Regions from separate parts of the Sus scrofa genome. Here all the other regions are linked to region 3. The links are chromatin contacts, called in public Hi-C and HiChIP or PLAC-seq maps. All regions are on one chromosome and are shown on one strand. The core of a region is the stretch at or near the end of the contact, and the rest is flanking DNA. Distances in the headings are between cores, read along the strand shown. Region 1 overlaps GAB2 (GRB2-associated-binding protein 2). Region 2 holds the start of USP35 (ubiquitin carboxyl-terminal hydrolase 35). Region 3 overlaps NARS2 (probable asparagine--tRNA ligase, mitochondrial).

Evidence for each region. Hi-C and Micro-C count contacts between places; a contact is called where the count stands out from the background. HiChIP or PLAC-seq counts read pairs in DNA pulled down with a chosen protein or histone mark.
Region 1: a contact with region 3 is called in an H3K27ac HiChIP or PLAC-seq map of alveolar macrophages. The contact joins two enhancer-like sites. A contact is called at or near these places in 5 of 47 Hi-C or Micro-C datasets (embryonic fibroblasts, epiblast stem cells, fibroblasts and 2 more) and 2 of 2 datasets of contacts at active chromatin or transcription factors (alveolar macrophages and skeletal muscle).
Region 2: a Hi-C map of alveolar macrophages shows a contact between it and region 3, with 1.9 times the contacts expected there. The contact joins the promoter of USP35 here to the enhancer-like site in region 3. A contact is called at or near these places in 1 of 5 promoter capture datasets (fetal liver), 2 of 47 Hi-C or Micro-C datasets (alveolar macrophages and embryonic fibroblasts) and 1 of 2 datasets of contacts at active chromatin or transcription factors (alveolar macrophages).

Annotation. Positions count from the first base shown.
Region 1 is chr9:12,709,586-12,712,783 of Sscrofa11.1, forward strand. The region is part of intron 2 of GAB2 (GRB2-associated-binding protein 2); the gene reads right to left. Among named protein-coding and RNA genes, the nearest start is that of USP35, 130 kb to the left of the region's middle. Within about 2 kb of position 1,811, at least 27 of the 83 cell types and tissues checked have an H3K27ac peak or open chromatin away from gene starts, as enhancers often do. A contact at or near this core is called in alveolar macrophages, where this site is marked.
Region 2 is chr9:12,584,365-12,587,333 of Sscrofa11.1, forward strand. USP35 (ubiquitin carboxyl-terminal hydrolase 35) reads left to right here and starts at 1,664. Exons shown (of 13, transcript XM_013979184.2): 1 at 1,664-1,925. It overlaps KCTD21 (BTB/POZ domain-containing protein KCTD21), which reads right to left and starts at 1,493. Exons shown (of 2, transcript XM_021062565.1): 1 at 1,329-1,493.
Region 3 is chr9:12,986,035-12,989,093 of Sscrofa11.1, forward strand. All of the region lies in intron 5 of NARS2 (probable asparagine--tRNA ligase, mitochondrial), which reads right to left. Among named protein-coding and RNA genes, the nearest start is that of NARS2, 23 kb to the right of the region's middle. Within about 2 kb of position 1,292, at least 5 of the 83 cell types and tissues checked have an H3K27ac peak or open chromatin away from gene starts, as enhancers often do. A contact at or near this core is called in alveolar macrophages, where this site is marked.

The DNA of each region.
Region 1 (3,198 bases), core at 561-3,060, 280 kb before region 3:
CGGCTCGGATCCCGCGTTGCTGTGGCTCTGGTGTAGGCCGGTGGCTACAGCTCTGATTCAACCCCTAGCCTGGGAATCTCCAACCAGGACGTTGGGAAGTTCCCACAATGGTGCAGTAGGTTAAGAATCACACTGCAGTGGCTCAGGTCACTGCAGAGGTACGGGTTCAATCCCAGGCCCAGCACAGTGGGTTGAAGGATCTGGCATTGCTGTAGCTGTGGCTCTGATTCACTCCCTGGCCTGGAAACTTCCATGCCCCATGGGTGCAGTAAAAAAAAAAAAAAAAAAAAAAAAAAAAAAAAAAAAAAAACCACACCAAAACTCAGAACTTTGACTCCCAATTCAGATTCTAGATAAAGATGAGCATACCCACTGATTCTGCAGAGTTCAGAGTCCTATGTAGAACTCTACATAACGAAGTGGTTTATCAAAACCAACAGCCTCAGGAGTTCCCACTGTAGCTCAGCAGTAACGAAACATAGTATCTAAGAATGCGGATTTAATCCCTGGCCTCGCTCAGTGGGTTAAGGATCTGGTGTTGCCATGAGCTGTGGCATAGGTAGCAGATGTGGCTTGGATCCCAAGTTGCTGTGGCTGCGACATAGGCCGGCAGCTCAATTCAATTCAACCCCTAGCCTGGGAACTTCCATATGCTGCAGGTGCGGCACTAAAAAAACCCCAAAAAACAAGAAAGAAAGAAACAAACAAACAAACAAACGAAACCCAGCTTCAGAGGTTCAAGGTGACCTTACCACTAAATTCAAAGTCCTAATTCTATCTTTAGCAAAAAAATGAGAGTTTCACTGGGCTTTGGAATCTGGTCTGGGACCAATTCAACAATGATTTATTACTTTTCTTCACAGAGATAATAAGAAGCACTCAAAAAACAAAAAAGGGGGAGCATCTTATGGGCTGTTTGGGAGCTATCCAAAGCTTCTGGTCTTGAGGAGCTTCGATGAAACACTCTCATTTCTAACAGCCTGTGGGTTTGGCAGGTAACACTAGACTGAGTCTATGCTGGCTGGCGGCAGGGGGCGGGGGGGTTTGGAGGTGAGGAGGAGTGCCTGGTATACAAGGGAGAGCAGGAAGGAGGATCAAGGCTTAGAATGAAGAGGAGAGGGTCAGGTTTCCTCCTGTCTCCCCTTCCTCCTCCGGAGGGTCTGGACTTTGCTGCAGGGCCTGAGCCTGCTCTAGGATAAAGCCAAAGTGTCTGTGGGGACTTTATGGAGTTCATGTCCCACCTCAAGGCCTACTCTCAGGGTGACCAGACCCAGCTGCAGACAGAAACAACAACAAACCAACAAAAGATCGAGGAGGAAGGTCTGATACTTCAGGGTTATTTTTTTTTTTAAGGCGTGAGGATTTCAGATCTGTTTGGAAACTGGTTTGGATGTTTATTTTCCTCATTGTCTCAGTGGGAAAAGAAGGGTGGGTGATTCAGCCCGCAGCCTCCGCCTCTGGGCTGGGGCCCGGGTCAGGCTCCGCTCTGCTCTTGGCTCCTCAGGGGACCTGTGCCGGCCTGGGGAGAAGCCACGTTATCACCTCCACATTTGCTCTAAGCTTCCAACAAGGGTCCCCCAGAGGAGTCGAGAGATCTGAACTCAGTTAAAAAAAAAGGGTAGTGTAGGGAAGAAAGGAGGAAAAGGCCTCCCAGGAATGAGAGAAAGGCTGAGGTCTCTTTCGTCCCCACCCTCCTCCACTCCCCCCAAACCCTGCTTCTCCTCTGGTTCTTCCACTCATTAGTCAGGGGAGAAGGACCAGGTCACCCGAAGGCACTGGAATGGACCGCCCGGCTCCACCGCAGCCCTCCCCGCTCTCAGAAGTCCAGCTGGAGTAACGGGTCCTGAACTTGAAGGCACCAATCATTCTCTCTGGAGAGGAAGGAGCTGTTTGAAGACCCCGATAACACTTCCCCCAAAGCACTCCTATGGGTATCGTTTGACCCCAGGACTTGGAATAATTCTGCTCTTGAGTTCCCGGGGAAATTCATGAATTACTAGAAGTTCAAATGTTTACAGAATATTTAAGGGAAGGCAGTCTCTCCCCAAATTTTCATACAGAAAAGATGGGGAACAGATAAAGAACAGTTGGTTGGAACTCAGGGACCTTGTCTTTGCATAGAGTTAGTCATGCGACCACTGTGACATTCCTGCCAGGGAGTTTGAGAAGGAAAAAGCTACAATAACAGACAGGATATGGAGGCGGCTCTGGCCTTATTTCAAAATCTTTAAGAATTACAAACAGGGTTCTGGTGACTTAAACTCCCCGAGCTCTACTTCACAGTAGTTGGCTGCTCTGAGACGGATCATGTTATCTTGCTAATTTAGCCCTCAGAGATTAATATTAATGTACAGATAGCACTTGACTTTCCAAATGTTTAGTTCTCAGTGACTTATCAACTTCTCGCTCCTCTTCCTTGCTGGCTATTTTGTGATTTACAAGTTGCCACAGTAAACAGGTCTGTGAAAAGGGGTTCAGATAAATGAGAAGGAGTTAGAGCACTTAGCCCCACGATGGAGCTAAAAGCCTGGGATTCTTGACCTGGCAACACTGCTTTCTGGCAAGGGTAGTGCCTTTAGACCTGAGCTTCCTTGCTTGCCTGTAGGAATAATGCTAGCAGCCCTGTCTATCTTATTTTGTTTCTTTATCCTCAAAGGAGACTGCATAAGTGTTTTGTAGACTGAAAAGTTCTCTAAAAACACAAGATACTTAAATCATATCCTGTTCATCTTGACCTACAGATAGAAAGATCACCGTTTTCACCACAAACGTGACACAGAGAGCTGGGAAACAAGCAGCCACTGCTCACATCGTGCGCCTCTACACTTGCCCAGCTTCCTCCCAAGCCCTCTGCGAGAGAGGGAGCTCCATCTCCACTTTGGATGATAACACCTCAAAGAGATAAGAGGTCCTTATTCAACATTGCAGAGCAAATAAACAGCAGGGCTGGGACTCGAGACCAGCTAGCACACCTTCCAGCATGCACGTGAGAGCGAGCGGCTGCGCAGGCCCTGGACCAGTTACGGAATAGAGGAGAGAGGGTGACAACGGGGAAGAAGAAGCCCTCAGCTCAGAGGACTCAAAGGGCTGAGGGCTTTCCTAACAGAGGATGGCTCCTGAGCCCATGAATAATTCATGCAAGCTCTGTGCTAGGAGCTGCTGCCTTTTCGTGTGTGGTACAGCGGGTCAGGGACAGCT
Region 2 (2,969 bases), core at 414-2,913, 400 kb before region 3:
GGGGCACTGTCCTTCACCTCTCCTTGCTGGCCTCCCTCTCTAGCCAACAGTTTTTAGCCTTTTTTGCCCAGTTCATATAAGAAGCTCACAAGCTGCTCTATTACCCCTACACCCCAGAGAGAAAAGGTGCTTCCCAGGCTCCTCCTTGAGGAGTTGTCCAGCAGGCAAAAGTGGGCTGGAGCAGAGAAGCCACTTGACCTGGCTTGCACAGCAAAGTACTCCCTCTTCTGGGGTAGACTCCCATTCGTCACCATTCCCCATTCTCTTCCAGAATTTTCCTTCATCCTCTTGCCTCACTCTCAGGCTTCATCTTGGGGTTTTCCTCAAGCACAAGAACCTCATTTCAAACACTCTCTTCCTTATGCTCTTCCTGCTCCTCACAATAATAATTTATAAACAAATGATTTTCAAATCCATCTCATCTCACCTTCACAATAACCACAGGAGGGTTGCCTTCCAGGTTGGTATTCTGAAAGGCTGAGGAAGCCAGTCCTGTTACACAGCTTGCTGAGGGCAGGATGCTGACACTTCTGTCTGTTCCTTGGCTTTCACTACAGATTAAACCCCTACCTCGCTGCACTGCAGTGAAAAAAAGGTCTTTGGAGTAAGGAGTCTTGGGTGGTTTGGGGCAAGTTCACTTCTCTGAGCATGTTCCTCATCTGTAAACAGGTATGGTGACACCTTTACAGGGTGTGAACTGAATGAGATCGTAAGTGTGACGCACTGAGTACAAGGGATGAATGAGCTTTTTATTTCTAGTCATGGGTAAAGAAGGTTTTCCGTGCATCCACAGGCATTTACCCATTTGGGCACCCTCTTGCCCAAACCGTTTCAGCGCTGCTGACAAGAGCTGGGAGGGATCCTTTTCATCTTTACATCCCCGCCCCTCCCTCCCAATGCTCTTCGGCCCACTCCACCCAATCCAACCCACACTGGCCTCGTCGCTTTCTCAACACCCACTCCCCAGCTCCGCAGCCCCTTTCTCCCGTCTCGCGCAAGTTCCCCTACTTACCTAGACACTCCGCCCCTCCTTGCCCCACCCACTATGCTCCTCCCACAGTCTTAGCCCTCTCGATCCGGGCTTTTCCTAACATCATCTATCCATCCATCCATCCAGGCCCCTTCCACCAGCTCCGCCCCCTCTTTCCCAAAAACGCTCCCCCCTCCCCCCGCGCAGTCACAGGTGTTGCTATTCCCATTGGACAGATGAGAATGGCGAGGCCAGGGTAAGCTAGATGACCTCTCATGGTAGGACAAGTGCCCAGGTGGGCCCGCGTCCCCTCACCGGCTATCCCTGCGCCCCGAACCTCCGACCACGCCGCACCCACCTCCTGCCCTCGCTCTGCAACCTCCCCTCCGCGGGCGGCCAGCGCAGCTTTGCGAGGAGGGTGGAGGGCTGGAGCCCAGCCCAGGGGCGTGTCGGCCCCTGGACCCGCGCGCTGCGATCCGGAACTTGTAGTTCTCCATGGGCTCTTTTGCGGTTCCGCCACGCAAGAGTGAACTCCATCTCCCAGGAAACATTGCAGTTAGGCGTCCAGCTCCCGCCCCGCCCCCGCCAGCGCTCAGGCCGGCTGGCCTTAAAGGGGACGCGGCTTGAGTGGCGGTTCGCGGGGTGGTCCCCGCTCCGGCTCCGCCCCGTTTCCCGCACCTCGCCCCTCCCCCCACTTCGCCCCGCAGCCTTGCAGCCCCGCGGCCGCGCGGTTGAGTCGAGCTGCCGTGGGACTGGCTTGTGCAGAGCTGGGTGGAGAGGCTGGGCTTTGCAGTGGAAGCAGCATCTTTGCCAGCTGGAACCTGGCAGAGGGCGTCCCCACTCCGGGGGAAGCAAAGGACCCGCCCTGACCTAGCCTGGCCCAGGCTGGTCCAGCCTGGCCTGAGCGCCCCGCCCGGGAGCCGGCTCTGAGGCAGGGACCACTGGGGTCCCAGAGGTAAGTGGGCTCAGGCATGTTTGCGGGTTGGGGGGAGGGAGTGTCTGCACCCTAATGGTTCAAGAGCCGGGATACGCGCCTAGGGCTCTTGAATTCCTAGTAGGGTGCTGGGAGGTGGGAGATCTGGGTGCATCCTGGGCCTGGCTGTGTGACCTTGGGCAAGTGGCTGCCCCTCTCTGGGCTTCAAGCTCGTTCTTTATCTATTGTGCATATAGGTGATCCTGCCCTCGCCCCCGCCCCTCTCAGGGCTGAGGGTACCCGCGCCCGGTATCTTGAAGCTACTCCCGCCTTTCAGGGGGTCCGCAGCCCCAGCCTGGGCTAGAAGCTAGTGCACTGGTGTAACTGGAGGAAGGGGTGGGGCCGAGCTGGGGTACAAACTGGGGGATCCAAGAGGCCGCCTCCACTTAGAATGGGTTTCTGCTATTCTCAGCATCCTCCGCTCCGGTGCAGCCCCCTATAATAACCCTCGCGAACAGAAGACCCTGGTTGTCAAACCGGTGCTCGCTCTTCCAGAAAGCCTGGGGTGGGGGTGGGGATGCGGCCATCAGAGGTATGTGAGGGGAGGCCCCCAGAGGGAGTATGTGCTCCCACCTTCTTCCCTTCTCTCTCCTCTGTTCTCTTTCGGTAAAAGACCAGTTACTTTTTCACTAGTGAGCCCCCCACCCCTTTTTATCTCAGGGCCTCCGGGTAGTAGGGCAAGAGGATCCTTCCCAGGGCCTGCCTTGGCTAGAGGTTCAGTTAGAAAATACAGAGAGAGATGCTGCTATCCAGAGACCTGGGGGCCCAGGGAAAGGGACAGCCTGGTCCCTTCACCCCGACCCAAGGGGGCTCTGGCACCCATGGGAGTGAGAGGAGGGAGCCTGGGTGTGAGCCTCGGGGAGGAAAGGGAATGGGCTCCTCAACGCTGGGGTTTGGAGGGGCTGCTGTGCTCTGGGGTATGGAGAGGTCGAGCGAGAACTTGAAGCCCCCTGCCCTGTCCCCTGAAATCCTGTGAGCTTTTGACCTGAGGGTTAACCAGGAACTGGTTGTTTTGTTTTGTTTTTT
Region 3 (3,059 bases), core at 42-2,541:
GTCTAGGAATAAATCTAAGAAAGGTATGTGCAATCTTTAGAAAATTAACTTGTATTGAAAAATATTAAGGAACTCCTAAACATATGAATAGACCACGTCCAGTGATAGTAACACTTAATACCACAAAGATATCAGTTTTTCCAAACCGATCTACTGAATCAATGCTATTCCAATTAAAGAGCAAACAGAGGTTTTTGGAGCTTGTCAAAATGATCTGTAAGTTTGTATGAAGAGAAAAGGATCAGGAAATTCTTTAAATCAGGTGGCAGGATTTGCTTTACTGCCTATGAAGACTTAGCAAAGAGCTATAGCAATTGAGTGAGGCACTGGCACAGGGATATTCTGAAAAACTAATGGAAGATAATAGAGCACACAGAAATAAGATACACACATATATGGAAACTTGATTTATGACAGAGCTGGCAACTGCAATCACAGGAAGAAAAATGAACTATTCAATAAATAGTACTTAAATAATTAGGTATCCATTTTGGAAAAAAATTGGACTTTTGCATCATATCCAAAATTAAATTCCAGAAATTAAAGACATGTGTAAAGTATAAACTATAAAACTTTTAGTACATAATACAGAAGGGATTTCTTAAACAAGATACAAAAGCACAAAACATCAAAAAAAGACTGAAATTTGACTAAATTAAGAATTCTAATTTAAAATTTAAATTAATCTCTGTATTATAAAAGAGAAAAGGCAAGCCACAAGCTGAGAGAAAACATCTGCAACATACACTCAACAAAAGATTGATAGCCAAGGATGCAAAAACACCGATATGAAAAGACAACACAACAGAAAATATAGAAGAGGAAATGAGTGGCCAATAACTGTAAGAAAAAATGATCAATCACAGCTTACCAGGGAAAAGCAAATTAAAATCACTTCAAAAAAAATTAAATAAATAAAATCACATCAAAAACCCATTTTAGGATCCCTGGCCTCGCTCAGTGGGTTAAGGATCTGGCATTGCCACTGAGTTATGGTGCAGGTTACAGACGTGGCTTGGATCTGGTGTTGCTGTGGCTGTGGCACAGGCCAGGAGTTACGCCTCTGATTCGACTGCTGGCTGGGAACCTCCATATGCTGCACGTGCAGCCCTAATAAGCAAAAAAAAAAAAAAAAAACAAAAACAAAAAAAACAAACAAAAAAAACCCCAAAACCAAAACCAACAAAAACCCTTTTACATCCATGAGGTTGGCAAAATTTTAAGACTGGAAATATTGGGTACTGGTAAGGCGTGGAACAGCACACCCTGCTGGTGGGAGTTTAAAATTCAGTATTCCTTTTTAAAAATCAGGATCTTCTAACAAAGTGGAAGCTATGAACATGCACTTCCACTGTTCTGTATGACCCTTGAAGGCATACTGAAACCACTGAGAGAGCCTTAAAAAATACGAATTCTTGAGTCCTACATCCCAGAGATTCTGATTTAATTGAAATCATGGCGGGGGGGGGGGAGCTCATTACAGAAAAAGATGATGATTCCATTGGTGTAAGTTGAGACCCATGTAAACCAAAACAGTATTTCGCCTAGGGCGACATCCATGTGGTGAAACTATTTTTTTTAAAGTATGGATATAACAAAACACAAAATCAGCATAGTGGAAAGAGGGTGGGAAGATGGAATGCAGGGGGCACAAAGTGGGGGATAAAAAGTACTAATAATTGCATATTTCTTAAGTTTATTCTTAAGTTTAGTGGGACCATGTGTATGCTTTACACTACCTACATAGCTTATTTTACATCTGTACAATATTTACATCTGTACAATATTTAATAAAAATAAGCTAAGTATTATTAACAGGTTATTTACACAAAAAAGAGCAGTACTCAACCCGTAGTTCTTGCCAACAGTAAGTCATCAGTAAATGTTGTTATTCTCTTCCCGCAGGAAAATAAAAGGTTGTCTTGGAAGAATGGTCAAAGAGAAACGGTAAGGACACTTTAGTGTTCTCAACAGTTGTCTGTACCTAATAAAAAGTCTTCTTTAATCTCAGAACTTTACTCAAGGTTCTGCTATCTTTTCTCAAAAGCCCAACTTCAGGAGTCATTAGAGTGTGACAAATGGCATTTACTTTACAGCCTAATAGATCTTGTTTAAACTGCAACTCCGTATTTTACTGTGTGGCTTTTGATAAATTCTACCTGGGCCTAGTTTCCTAACATTAAAAAAAAAAAAAAAAAAAAAAGAGGCGTTCCTGCTGTGGTGCAATGGGATTGGTGGCATCCTGGGAGCTCTGGAGCACAGGTTCAATTCCTGGCCCAGCACAGTGGGTTAAGGATCTGGAGTCTTGGATCTGATCCCTGGCCAGGGAATGCCATAAGCCATAAGCCACGGGAGGCCAAAAGAAAAAAAAAAAAGAAAGAAAAAAACACAGATAATTCATTCAACAAATATTTATAAAGCAACTATCACATGCCAGATATTATATAATAATGTACAAGAGACACATAGTTTCTGCCCTTGTAAAGGCAAACTAATTCCTATTGCAAAGGGTTGCTGAAAAGATTATATAATATAAACAAAGGAATTTGACATGGTGCCTGAAATGCACTTGGTATTCAATAAATGCTATTTCTCTTCCTGCTTGGAATACCTAAAGCTTAAGTAATCACTTAAGGTGAATTACTCCTTTTAGAAACTCTAAGAGTCTAATAACATTATTAAAAACACCAACAAAATAACATATATGACAGTGAAGTACTATAAAGATATTAGTTGATTTTTTTTTCCTTTTTTTTTTAGGGCCGCATCTGAGGCATATGGAGGTTCTGAGGCTAGGGGTCAAATCAGGAGCTCTACTGGCCAGCCTACGCCACAGCCACAGCGACAGCAGTGTCAGATCCAAGCCGCATCTCCAATCTACACGACAGCTCACGGCAACACCAATCCTTAACCCACTGAGCGAGGCCAGGGATCAAACCTATGTTCTCATGGATGCTAGTCAGATTCGTTTCTGCTGAGCCACGATGGGAACTCCCTATTTAACATGTTTTAAATGTTAGATGTTATTATTCTGAGCTATGCTCAGGTTAAAATGTGGG